Regions from separate parts of the Gossypium hirsutum genome. Here region 1 is linked to region 2. The links are chromatin contacts, called in public Hi-C maps. All regions are on one chromosome and are shown on one strand. Each heading gives the region's core, a stretch centred on a gene start, on an enhancer-like site or on the middle of the called end of the contact. The rest is flanking DNA. Distances are from core to core; before and after follow the strand shown. Region 1 holds the start of LOC107922205 (plastid division protein PDV2). Region 2 holds the start of LOC107921226.

Region 1 (5,896 bases), core at 584-3,083, 130 kb before region 2:
CCTTTCCTCAAGCTTTTGGATTCATCTTGATGTTGTTTTGGGTTCTTTGCTTCATTTGTTGGGTCACTGATGGAAACCCCATTTGGGGAAGACTTGTATGTTGACTGTAAGTGTGACAATGAGCCATTATCCAAAACCAAGGATCGTGGGAGGCGACTTGGATATGGGGGAAGGAGGAGATCACTGTTGTTCTCCACTGTTTTACTAACAAAAGCAGAAGCCTCGAGAATCACTTCCATGTCCTTCCCTTGATATTCTTTGAGCTTCTCCAAGACCACCCTCCGGCTATAATCAATCTCAGCAAGGGCAACTTCCTTCTCATAACTCTGCTGATGTTGCAGATTCTAAACCATTCAAATGATAATGATAAATAATGGTGTTATTTTTCTTTAAAAAATGTTATCAACACAAACATCTATCTATTTCTACGCATAGCCTTTTTATGCACGCAAAGACATAACGAGCCAAGTTCAGTGAATTGGCATAGATCCAATATGTAAGTCAAAGAAAGGAAAAGACAACTAAGACTTTGAATTCTTGGAAGTTCAATTCTTCCTCAAGTAAATTCATATAGAAATAAGTTACTTTGCTCCTACTCCAGAAAAACAGCGAAAGAATGACCTCAATCATGTAACCATATGTTGTGAAAATGGGAAGTGCTAATTTTGGAAAATTAGAATGATTGGGAACATGGTGTAAATGAATTAATTCAATAGATACAGAAAGTAACATTTCCAAGTCAGCAAGTTTAGTTTTAGGGTTTTACTATAACAAGGCTATCTAAAAAAACTCACAAAACCAGAAAAGATAAATTAGTCTCTATAGACCATAAAACAGAACCGACATGAATGATACCTCGGTTCTACCAAAAATAAAAATAAAAACCCCACAAAGAATGTAGTGCAATCAGTAGGCAAAAGACCAGACCATTGGCACTAATCTATAAATAGGTAGAAGCGATAAAACCAAGATTAATCTCTGACCCAAAAAATGCAATACAAGCCTACCCGTATCTTCGACTACACAATTTCTAAACATTTCAAACAATCATCATTAACCATTTTTGACTTGTTCTTAAGTTCCATAGCATAAAAATTTGGAGTCGAAATTAGGATCCCACGGGTAATTTTCAATTTTTCCTTTAGTTTTATATATATTCACATGCATACATGTCTATAACAGAGTTACAAGAACGAAATAAAATCAGGGTCATTCAAGGGCCTAGGGTTTATAACATACGAACCCAATATCTAACAAAATGGGGAGGGAAAAGTTAAGATATTTGAGGTTAACAAACCTGTAAAGCAAGGAGCTGGGATTCAAGTGATTCAAGGGCATCTCGAATATCCAAAAGTCTCTCGGTAGTTTCTTCTGCTTCTTCTTCATCATCAGCTCCACCGAGAGTTTGATGGGGTTTGTCTCCATTCAAGCTAGCATTTTTATCAGTTTGTTTTCCTTCTTGGCTTTGCTTGTAGGGAGAAACAGGGTTTCCGGAGGTGGCTTTTGTGATGCAGTTGCTGATTTTCAATCTCAGCTCTGTAGCTCTTGCTAATGCTAACCCTACTCCCTCTTCTTCCATTTCTTTCCCTTCCTCACTCTCCCCCCTTTTTTTTCTCACCTGTTTTCCTGTTGCTAGTAGTAGTAAAATGAGTTGAATTTAAATCACAAATAAAAGGAAAAAGAAAAAAAAACTGAGAGGAAAATGGGCTTTGGTTGTTAAGAGACCAAAGGGGGTCTGAAAATGGAGGGAGAGAAGAATCTCATCTTTTCCATGCTTAGACCAGGGTCCTTTCATTTAATTTTTCTTTTTTCTTTTTTTCTGTTGGGGGGTGCAGCATAAGGCCAAGAAATTGGGCTAATAAACCCAAAGCCCCAAAAGCAATTTGGAAGAGCAAACAACTCTAGCCTCTACTTTGCAAAACAAGATTATGTGGGCTCTCTGCCTATGGCACCTATGGTTCCTATGCTGCCACCTGGGAGGTGGATGATAAACCTACTCGTTTTTTCATTTTTCCTTCTCTTCTCGAATAAAATGGTGTATTTTTAGATTAGGCTTCACATAATCTGGCCTATTCTTGTTTTCATTCATGGAAATGAATCAAGAGTCATTGATACTATTATGAAGTTTTTCAATGAAATCAGACTGTAAGCTGTTGTTTCACATTTCCTTTTCTTTAGCTGGAAAGATATTTGAATCTTGTCCACAAGCCTGAACATTCGAAGTTAAGAACACTTTATGAACCCATGTTTAGTTCCAATTTATCTATACGATTAATAGTTGACATATTTAAAGTTTGAGTTTGAATCCTATCATCTCCATCCCCTTCTCTTGTTCTATTTTAAAAAAAGAAGATGAAAACACTTGTATCTAATCATAAAAACTATGATGATGTTTTCAGTTGCAATATAATATTATACACAATCAATTCTCTAGCATTTAGGTGCATACAAGAACTTGAAACACAATTAGGAATGACAGCCAAATCACAACCTTGTGAATGGAGATTGTTTCTTCAGCTCATTTGATCCTCATTCTCTATTGCATAAACCAAACTGAACTGAAGATTGGAGCCAAGGGGGGGTTTGAGAAAGTTGCTGTTATGATTCATCTGTCATTCCAAAATCCCACCTTCTACACTCAATGCTTTTCCCAGATATCAAATCAGTGGAGTAATTCTTTTGAAAATAGATATCGAAATGCAAAGTTGTGGGAGATCCACTCAATGCTTTTCCCAGTTTTCCTCTTGCAACTCGGCTGAAGATTCTTCCTCACTGAATCAGGCATTAATTGCTCTACCATCTGCAACAAACCAGCTGGGCCAACATTTGAATCTTTTGCAAAATACTCCATAAGTTTTGGTAATAGAATTTTCTCTTCTTTGTTCACACTCCAATTTGCCTGGATGTACTCCATTTTTGCAACTTCCAGTTCCTGGAACACTCCCTTGGGTGTATATATACGTACCTAGAGTGTCATCATAAGTAAGTGATATAAATGGAATTAACATTTTACATACCCTGCAGCCATATAATATGAACTAATTCAGGGCAAACAGTGTACCGCAGGGTCCGAATAACTTCCTGAAGAAAGTGCAAAATACAGAAGAGGTTCCGGTGATTCGATTGTGTAAGCTCTTCGAGGATCTCTGGCCTTAAATTTGGTCTTTGAAGGAAACAAAAACCGAAGCCACTGCAAGCAGATGTTAGATGTCAGTTTCATCAGTGTCAACACAAACGAATAGTACCATTAAGTGGATAAAACTTTCAGGGAATGAATAGTACCTGTCCAGGACGAGGCAATCGGCATCCTAGAATAGAACTCTGTATTGTGTCTATGTTTATGGTCTCCCCCCCAACATCATAGGCAGCCTGGATCATACATAGGCTTGTGAATGCAATAGCAAACATCCATCCCATGATCATTGGTTAAACCAGAAAGAGTTTTGCTCACCTTGAGTAATAAGGACAATCTCTTCAGATTGTTTTTTGGAATGCCGTAAATCAGAAACGCCTGTAAGAACGAAATGTGTCGCATTTGCCCAAGGAACTTATTGGGAAAAGATATGAAAAAAAAAAGGATTGAATGTAAAGAAGATGAAACATTACATGCATCACCAGAGAATTGTGCACATTAATCCAGAAAGCTAGCTTCTCTTCATGTTTCATCCTTCTAACATCAACATCTTCTAGCTGGTAGACAAGTGACCTATAAAACACTAGATTTAGATTCTTACGTTAAAACTGACATGAGAAATAAAAATTGTCTATGGGATAGATAAAGAATTTCACCTATAATATTGGAGCTTATGTTCAATATCCTGTAACTTCTTACTATCTCTATGGATCCATTGGACCTTCACCATTGTGCAGTAAGGTCCACTGAAATCCTTAGGTTCCCCAATGCTGAAAGGGTTGTCAAAAGGTGAGTTGAAGGATGAAAATTTCCCACACTTTGGGCTCCACATATTAGTATCACCTTGACCTTCTGAAGTAACAACATCAACAAGGGATGAATGTGAAATAGGAGAAGGCAAGTAATCATGGTTTATCAAAGGTGGGTCTGCAAGTTCACAATATATGGCTGAAATGCTCTTAACCATCTCTTCAGAGAGCCAGTTTGATGTTTCAGTCACATGATCGTTAATACTGGTTCCTAAATGTTCTGCCAAGCTGAATCCATTTGAAGTATCCATCTGAGCTTGCTGGAAATCAAAACATCATAAGCATTGCTGTCAAAAGCCATTTAAAATGGAATTCACATTGATTCGATTTTACCTCCAACATGGACAAAGGCAGAGAATGGTATAGTTCTTCAGCTCTAGCCACAGCTCGTTGTGGAGAATTAACTGAATATGCCGATCGTTGGGAGAGCGAAGAATGACTCCGATAAATGCTTGAATCTAACAGTTTCTCAGCTCCCCAAACATCGTCGCATTCCTTTGGAGGATTTCCGATTGAATTTCGAGTGGAGACCAGATCACCAGACATGAAGTCATGTGTCTGAACCTCTTGAAACATTTCTTTATGTGCCATTGAGGTCGGTTTCAAATTTTCATCTATGGACTTTAAAGACAAGAATGTTTTATCAAATTTTTGACGGTACAATGAGAGAAGATATTTCTCCAAGTAGGCAACTTCCAGTTCTAAAACTGCAATATCCTTGATAAGTTCCTTGGCAGCCTGGTATATTATCATATCATGAATGAAGTACTAATTGAATCTAACTAACTAAAGGAAAAAAAGAAGTTACTTATAAATGAAAATAATTAAGCGAACTAATGCAATTTACTTTGGGGATTAAATTTTCTACTGCTGCATCATAGGTAAAAGGCTTATGGCTTAATGCCTTCTCCAATGTACTCCGAACCACAAACTGGTCCTGCAATCGTTCTTCAAGTCGCAGAATCTGCAGAAATATGAAAGATGGAAAAATATTGTAACTGCGATTTGTGTGTACGTCCCAAACCTGCAAAAGCTTTTGAATTGGTACCTCTTGTTTCAACGAGTTGTGAACCTCATTATTTGAAGTTTCAATCTTCTTAGCTTCAACATGGCCCTTCATTTGTTCCACTTCCTTCTGTGTAACAAAACCATATATAATCAAACAACTACGAGATGTATACTAGAAACAAGAGGAGCGCAAGGGTATGGAATTCTTACATGGGGATTAGAAGGTTCAAAGATTGTGTTTAACTTGTTCTTCTTGACTTTCTTCTGAAGCGGATCACTGACAATACAACAGATCGGTTAGCTGATGTTTTGCAATTATTTATTTCATCTCAAGCAAGCTTTTAAGAAGTCTCTGTGAGGGTGAAGGTGGAAACATAGGCATGCAATGCAACATTTTATCCAAAAGTTATGAAGGTTTTTAAGAGTAATAAAAGTGAAGAAGACAAATGAAATAAAGATGATATATTGGAGATTCAGACATATACCTGTTGGAGCGTTTGTGAGTTGCTTCCATGAACTCAAACTGGTTGAGATACGAACCCTTACCCCGCCATTTTACTTGAGGCATGGTGAATTGGTGATACCCCCAAGTTGGTTTAAAGCTAGAATAGAAAATTCACTGAGACAGCATTAAATGCACCAAAATACAACCATCAGATATTGACAAATTCTTAAACCCCATACAAAATATATAGATATAAGAGGGAAGAAACATCCAAAATCCGCATTAATTGCAAGGGAATAAAGTATAAAAAACCTGGTCATATAAGGTACACAAGAAATATTATGATAGAATGAGACTAGTCATGATCAAAAACGAACCTTGTTATAAGTTGAAATGAATAAAAAGAATAATTGTCATCTTTTAACATGCAGAAACATTAATTAGTAGAGAGAGCAAGGTTAAGAAGATGCATAGGTAGAAGAGCTATATATGTGAGGTGAG
Region 2 (6,230 bases), core at 2,441-4,940:
CTCCGAAAGATATTCCACCAAACATTGCCTCCCTGTTTATACTTTTGTTGTATAATCCCATGCAATATATATATACAATGCAACAACCTGTCTTTCCATATTGTAGCCTTGGGTCAATAGAGCCATGAATAACTGTTTGAAATGCAGGGCCTTAGTTATCAGCCTTCTTATCTTGAATGTCTTTCAAGTTTCAGTAGCTTCGGTTGTTTCCATCGGAGATTTCAACAAAGACTTCTTCGTGATGTGGGCTCCTGATCATGTAAACACTTCATCTAATGGCAGGGAAAGAAGCCTGAAACTTGATCAAGTATCTGGTATGATGGCAACAAGAGACAACTTCCTATTCTTTCATTTTTTTTTTCTTTTTGGTTTTCATATACTTATACATTTGTTGTACTTGATACAGGATCTGGTTTTGCATCAACCCAAATGTTCTTATTTGGTCAAATAGACATGCAAATTAAACTAGTGCCAGGGAACTCAGCAGGGATAGTGTTGGCCTACTATGTAAGCAATTTCCCCTTCATTTCAGTGTTTCTAATTTATTGTGTAATTCAATAAACCAAATTGCTTTGACATTGCAGTTGGCATCGGATCAACCTAATCGAGATGAGATAGATTTTGAGTTTCTTGGCAATGTGAGTGGCCAGCCATATATAGTGCAAACAAATATCTATGTTGATGGTTTCGACAACCGTGAAGAGAGGATTTATTTATGGTTTGATCCAACAGAGGACTTCCATACATATTCCATACTATGGAATCTTCATCAAATTGTGTAAGTTGGTTGTCCTTTAGAAGATAACACATATTTTTGTACTTTGTTTCATCAATCATCACCGATGATATTATGTTCATCTGTATTTCAGGTTTATGATAGATTCAATTCCTATTAGATTATATAGAAACCATGCAGACAAGGGAGTGGCATATCCTAGGTGGCAGCCAATGAGCATAAAAACCAGCCTATGGAATGGGGACAGCTGGGCGACACGCGGGGGATTAGACAAAATTGATTGGTCAAAGAGTCCTTTCATAGCTTCATTCAAGAATTACACCATTGATGCCTGTGTTTGGAAAGGAAATCCAAGGTTTTGTAGGGCAGATAGCTCAGCCAACTGGTGGAACAAACGCAGTTTTAGCACTCTAACCAGGGTACAGAAGAGATGGTTCAAATGGGTGAGGAAGTACCACATGGTTTATGATTATTGCCAAGATAACCAAAGATTCCAAAATAATCTTCCCAAGGAATGCTTCCTTCCCAAGTACTAATACAAAATGTAATAGATAGTTTTCAAATCGGTTCATTGGCTTTAATTGTTGCAGATTTTTCTTTCATGATACTTATACTCTAATGAACTGTTAGTATGTATAGAAACTTTTCCAGCCTCCAAGCCTAGGGCTTCAATGCTTAACATCATCTTTATCAGTAGATTGAAAGTAAGGTACTGGAACTTTTTATGCACTAGCTGTCCCCACTGGGCTGACAATGTTCAATATATTGGTCAAGTTTCTAGCCAGATTCCCTGCAGTAAATGCAACAAATCATTTAAATGGTAAAATGTCGATGAACAATTATCTTAATTCAACATTCGGCCTTTTCTTATGCATTCAGCAACGGGTAAAATGCAAATTCTTGGGCTTTTTCGCCCTTTGCAGGCATATCAACACCATGATATTTTACTAGGTAAACTACTTAATTAGTCACTGAATTTTTCTCGTGTTTCTATTTTCGTCACCGAATTATGAAAATTTTCAATTTGATCACTAAATTATCCGAATTCAATTTTTTTGTCATTATGTGATTAAGTCTGAAATGGTTGGACGATGTGATTGTTATAAACTATATGAATGGTCACCTAACTATGAAAATATTTTTATTTTGGTCACCCAACTATAAAAATTTTTCGATGTCACTAAAATTTTCGAAATTAGATTTTTTAATTACCATTCTATTAAGTTGATAATAGAAGTTTGACGTGAATTTTTTTTATTGACCTAATAACAAATTTTGCCATTCAATACTTATACGTTGTATTAGTTTAATATGAACTCTAAAGAAATAAATAAACATAGTCCTAAACATTACTAGTATTTGATAATAATTTCTTACTAGTTTTTTCAATGATTTTTTTATAATAGTAATATTTGAGTTTTTGACAAGGGAGTCAGTACCGCATTAGTGGACGCATTGTTTTCCTATTGGAATTGGTATGTATCGGTACTAGTTTACTTCGGTGTATCATTTTGAATTTATCAATATTTTTTAAAAAATATTTAATATATGTATATAAATATATTTACAAATATCAAATGGATGATACTAAATAAATTTTAAATATAAAATATTCATCAATTATATAAATGACTCAAATCTCAAAAAATAAAAAATATATCATTTAAATAAATCCAAAATTAATAATAAAAACCAATCATCAAATTTTAGAGATTTAATTGCTCTCTATTTATAAAAGAAGCTGAATGGCGAGTGGAGATTTTTTCTTTGATATCGGGTGAGCGGTTTTTATTGTTATATATTATTATCTATTAAATGTGAAAGTATGTCCATAATTTTTTTTTTAATTTTTACATTTCGATAAAGTCTTTTTTGATTGGTCACATCCCAATTAAATCTTTAACACGATAGTAAACAATTAAAAAATATATATTTTTATAATATATTTTTATATTATTTATGCATCGACTGGTGCATCATGTTTCAACTAGTGTGATCGGAATAGATTGAAAGAAGCTAGTGCAACTGATATGGACTAGAATTTTCATTGGCACAAAAAAGAGTGTTGGTTGTTTCGGTTTAGCATTGGAACGGTATGAACCGATTGATATGACCAGAACCGGTATGGAACCGACCACCATGGTTTTTGAGCATTAGAGAACCACTATTTTAACATAAAAAATTATATATAAAAAACTTTCCAATAATTTATGATCTTTTATCATCGAAAACTAAAAATCTTTGAAATTTTTAGTGTTAGATAAGCATCGTTTAGTCTAAAGTGTTAAAAAAATTTTATCGATAACTTAAGATCTTTCTGGTATAGGAGACTGGAAACTTTTAAATTTTCCTGCATTGAATAACACTGGCTAAGAGCATAAAAGAATAAGTAGAGAGAGAGAGAAAAAAAAAGCCAATAATTAGGATTAAATTGATAAATGTGGTAAATATTGAGGGTTAAATTTATTGATTTTTAGAATTAAGATTAAATTGATAGAAAATATAAATATTGAAGGGCTAAATTTATTATTAGACCAATAAAAAATTCACTTTAAACTTTCGTTATCAACTTAACGACATGATGACTAAATTAGAAAATTTTTATAGTTGGATAAACATTCTCATAATTGAGTGGCCATTCTTTTAGTTTATAACATCTTTTAGTTGTTTCAAACTTAACAGTAAAAATAAATTTGGATAGTTTAGTGATTAAATTGAAAAAATTTCATAGATTAATGACTAAAATAAAAAATAAAAAAAAGTTAATTAACTAATTAGAGAGTTTATCCTATTTTATACACCAAAAAGTTAAAGTTTTTAAAACCGAATGAAAGGAGCATCACAGTAAATAAATTAGAAGGGAGTTTAAGCCCAACCTGAAAAAGGCTTAGGGCTGGTCCATTTAATAAAAGTGGATAAAGCCCAAAACACTTCCCACTTCTTTGGTCATGTTTAAAGAGAACAAAAGTAACAGAAGCTCAAACTCTAGTTTACATAAACCCTATAGGCTGCCGACGGAGCAAGGAACCAGTTGTTTCTCAACGAAATATAGAGATGGGAAGCTCAAGCAAAGATCTTCTACGGTTTGAACACCATAAATCCTCTTCTTCACCCTTAGGTAACTAAGCTCCTATCTAAATTTATGCTAACTTTGTTTTCTAGCCATTGAAATTTCATTATCTGTGTGAGAGTGTTTGAGGGTTTTACATGTTCAACAGAATCCGCTCTACTTGTTTGTAAGAAAAAGGACTCGGAATCTCAAACTCATGAACCTGATCCTTCCAAGAAACCCCCCTTCACTCCTTTTCCTAAAAGCCAAGGTAAACTTTCTTCCATCTTTCTTTTTTTGAAGTAGTTATTTTGTACCATTTTTTATGCTAAACATATATATAGCTTTTAAAGAATCTGAAACTGATAGTATGTGATTTGGGAATGGAATCATGATCATTGTTTCGGGCTGTTAAAGAAAACTTTGAATTGTAGGCAGAATTATGAGAGGTCCAGCTTGTTTAGAGATAATTACGTGTTTCATTGGCATTAGAATATGGAAGCTTCTGCTTTGTGCTGAAATCTTCTTTTGAGTATTGCAGTTTTGGGGAAAGTGAAAGATTTCTTGGGAGTCATGGCAGAAGCTAATAAAAGGCTGGAGCTTGATGCAAAGGTTTTTTTTGGTCAATTTTGTCATCAGTGAACACTCTTTTTAATTTCTAACCTATGTTCTTGTTTATCATAATGTAGAATAATTCTCAAGCATATGATATTGAAGTACTCAATGGGAATGATTCTGAAGTCATTGAAATGGTAACATTAAAATTGAATCACTCTCTCTTGAATTGTGCTCATCGAATAGTATATGAGTTTGTTAATATGTTTTGGTTGCATATTGTAAAACAGGATTTGATGTTAGGTGTAGCTGATCTTCACACACCTCAAGCTCTGGCTGCTGCTGAATCTGCAATTGCTGGCAATCAGCCACCAATTATGGTAGCTGGCAACAGTAGTAGTAGCGAAACGGAATCAGATGATAGCAGTGATGAGGAAAGCGATGATGATGGTAATGATGATAAGGAAACATCTTGTCCAACCGAACATGAAACATCCAACACGGTCAAAGAGGATGCTGTCCGTGAAGCAACGGGGAAAAGTCGATCAAAGAAGCGGACGAGGATAGTTGAGCTCTCTTGAAAACAATATTTTTTGATTGGTCAAGAAGTAATGTAAAAATTTCTGAACCATCATATTCCGAAGAATCTCAAAAGACCTGTTGAAGTTTCCTGCTAGTGTTGTTGTCCTTGTATTAAATTTTGACCGCAAAGTGAATCATTGAGATGCAAGTTAAATTGGTGCCAACTTCCAGTTTTAAAGCAATCACCCTCAATTTCCAATGCTAAAATCAGTAGTGAACATCTGGTGCAGCATTTGTAGAATTCTCAGAAACCAGATTTAGTTGAACAAGTGAAATGGATGGAGATGTTTCAAATATCTTGAGACAATTAATTTGATAAAATTAACGTTAAACTAAACTCCAACTTTTTTATTCTTTGGGTGCATACGATATAGACGGTGATTTGTAAAAAAAAGGAATGATGTTTGTGCAACTTTCTATCCTCTCCACGGCAAATCTTCCTTGCTAAACTGCGTGCTTCGAGCCCAATAAGCTCAACTAAAGCATCAAGGCAATGGCCACTACATGTTACAACTTCCGTAAATAATTTACTGTAAAACGATTATAAATCATACATATCCATAGATAATATGTAGATTGTAGTTTGATGATGACAGTGACTAATTGTAAAGCCTGCTAAGACTACTATATTCACTTGGACTTTGATCACATTCACAAATTTATTGGCATATGCTGGATAAAATAGGCATCATTACTGTGAAATGTCCATACAATTTAGACATAAAAGGGAAGGGTATCAAAATAACAAAAAGATATAAAGTAAAAGCTGGAAGCACTCACCTGTACACTTCTACTGTTGGAAAGTGCATACAATACTTCCACCCTATAAATAAAAAATGACTAGAAAAGACAATAATAATTGAGTTTGGCGTGAATAACAATTGAACTAAATTATTATCATTTTCTGTATCAAGCATTGAGTATTTTTTTTCCCAAATTTGAAAAATAAAAGGTAAAATTATACCATCAGTCTTTATATTCTTCATAAAATTGACATTTAGCTTTTGTATTTTTATTTTAAAAAATTTAGTCATTTTAAATTTAGTTATTAACACTGTTTTTTTTTTATTTTGTTAAATCTGTTAATGCGACATTTTAAAGTAAAAACAATACTCACTTGTTAATTATGTAATTAAAAAAAATAATTTTATAATAAATCTGAATTTGATAAAATAATTTTAACAGTGTTAATAGTTAGACTTGGATTTTAAAATCTAAAATGTAAATAAAAAAATTTACAAAAATATAGAAATTTATAACATATATTAAGAAAAAAAATAAAATGCTGCAAATGCAAACTATTGATCA

What was found. A called contact is a pair of places that touch in the nucleus more often than the background predicts.
Region 1: a contact with region 2 is called in a Hi-C map of leaf, with 2.8 times the contacts expected there. The contact joins the promoter of LOC107922205 here to the promoter of LOC107921226 in region 2. A contact is called at or near these places in 7 of 34 Hi-C or Micro-C datasets (callus, hypocotyl and leaf).

Annotation. Positions count from the first base shown.
Region 1 is chrD01:58,308,267-58,314,162 of Gossypium_hirsutum_v2.1, reverse strand. LOC107922205 (plastid division protein PDV2) reads right to left here and starts at 1,833. Exons shown (of 2, transcript XM_016852099.2): 1 at 1,298-1,833; 2 at 1-344. The coding sequence starts at 1,579. LOC107921412 reads right to left here and starts at 5,889. Exons shown (of 12, transcript XM_016851266.2): 1 at 5,773-5,889; 2 at 5,436-5,569; 3 at 5,161-5,227; 4 at 4,991-5,077; 5 at 4,790-4,906; 6 at 4,276-4,680; 7 at 3,790-4,202; 8 at 3,607-3,706; 9 at 3,452-3,511; 10 at 3,283-3,369; 11 at 3,062-3,190; 12 at 2,370-2,965. The coding sequence starts at 5,518. The coding sequence ends at 2,663.
Region 2 is chrD01:58,178,238-58,184,467 of Gossypium_hirsutum_v2.1, reverse strand. It overlaps LOC107921226, which reads left to right and starts at 3,690. Exons shown (of 5, transcript XM_016851104.2): 1 at 3,690-3,854; 2 at 3,955-4,056; 3 at 4,327-4,397; 4 at 4,475-4,537; 5 at 4,631-5,086. The coding sequence starts at 3,791. The coding sequence ends at 4,921. LOC107921857 (probable xyloglucan endotransglucosylase/hydrolase protein 10) reads left to right here. Exons shown (of 4, transcript XM_016851692.2): 1 at 1-314; 2 at 407-507; 3 at 585-778; 4 at 870-1,432. The coding sequence starts at 125. The coding sequence ends at 1,272.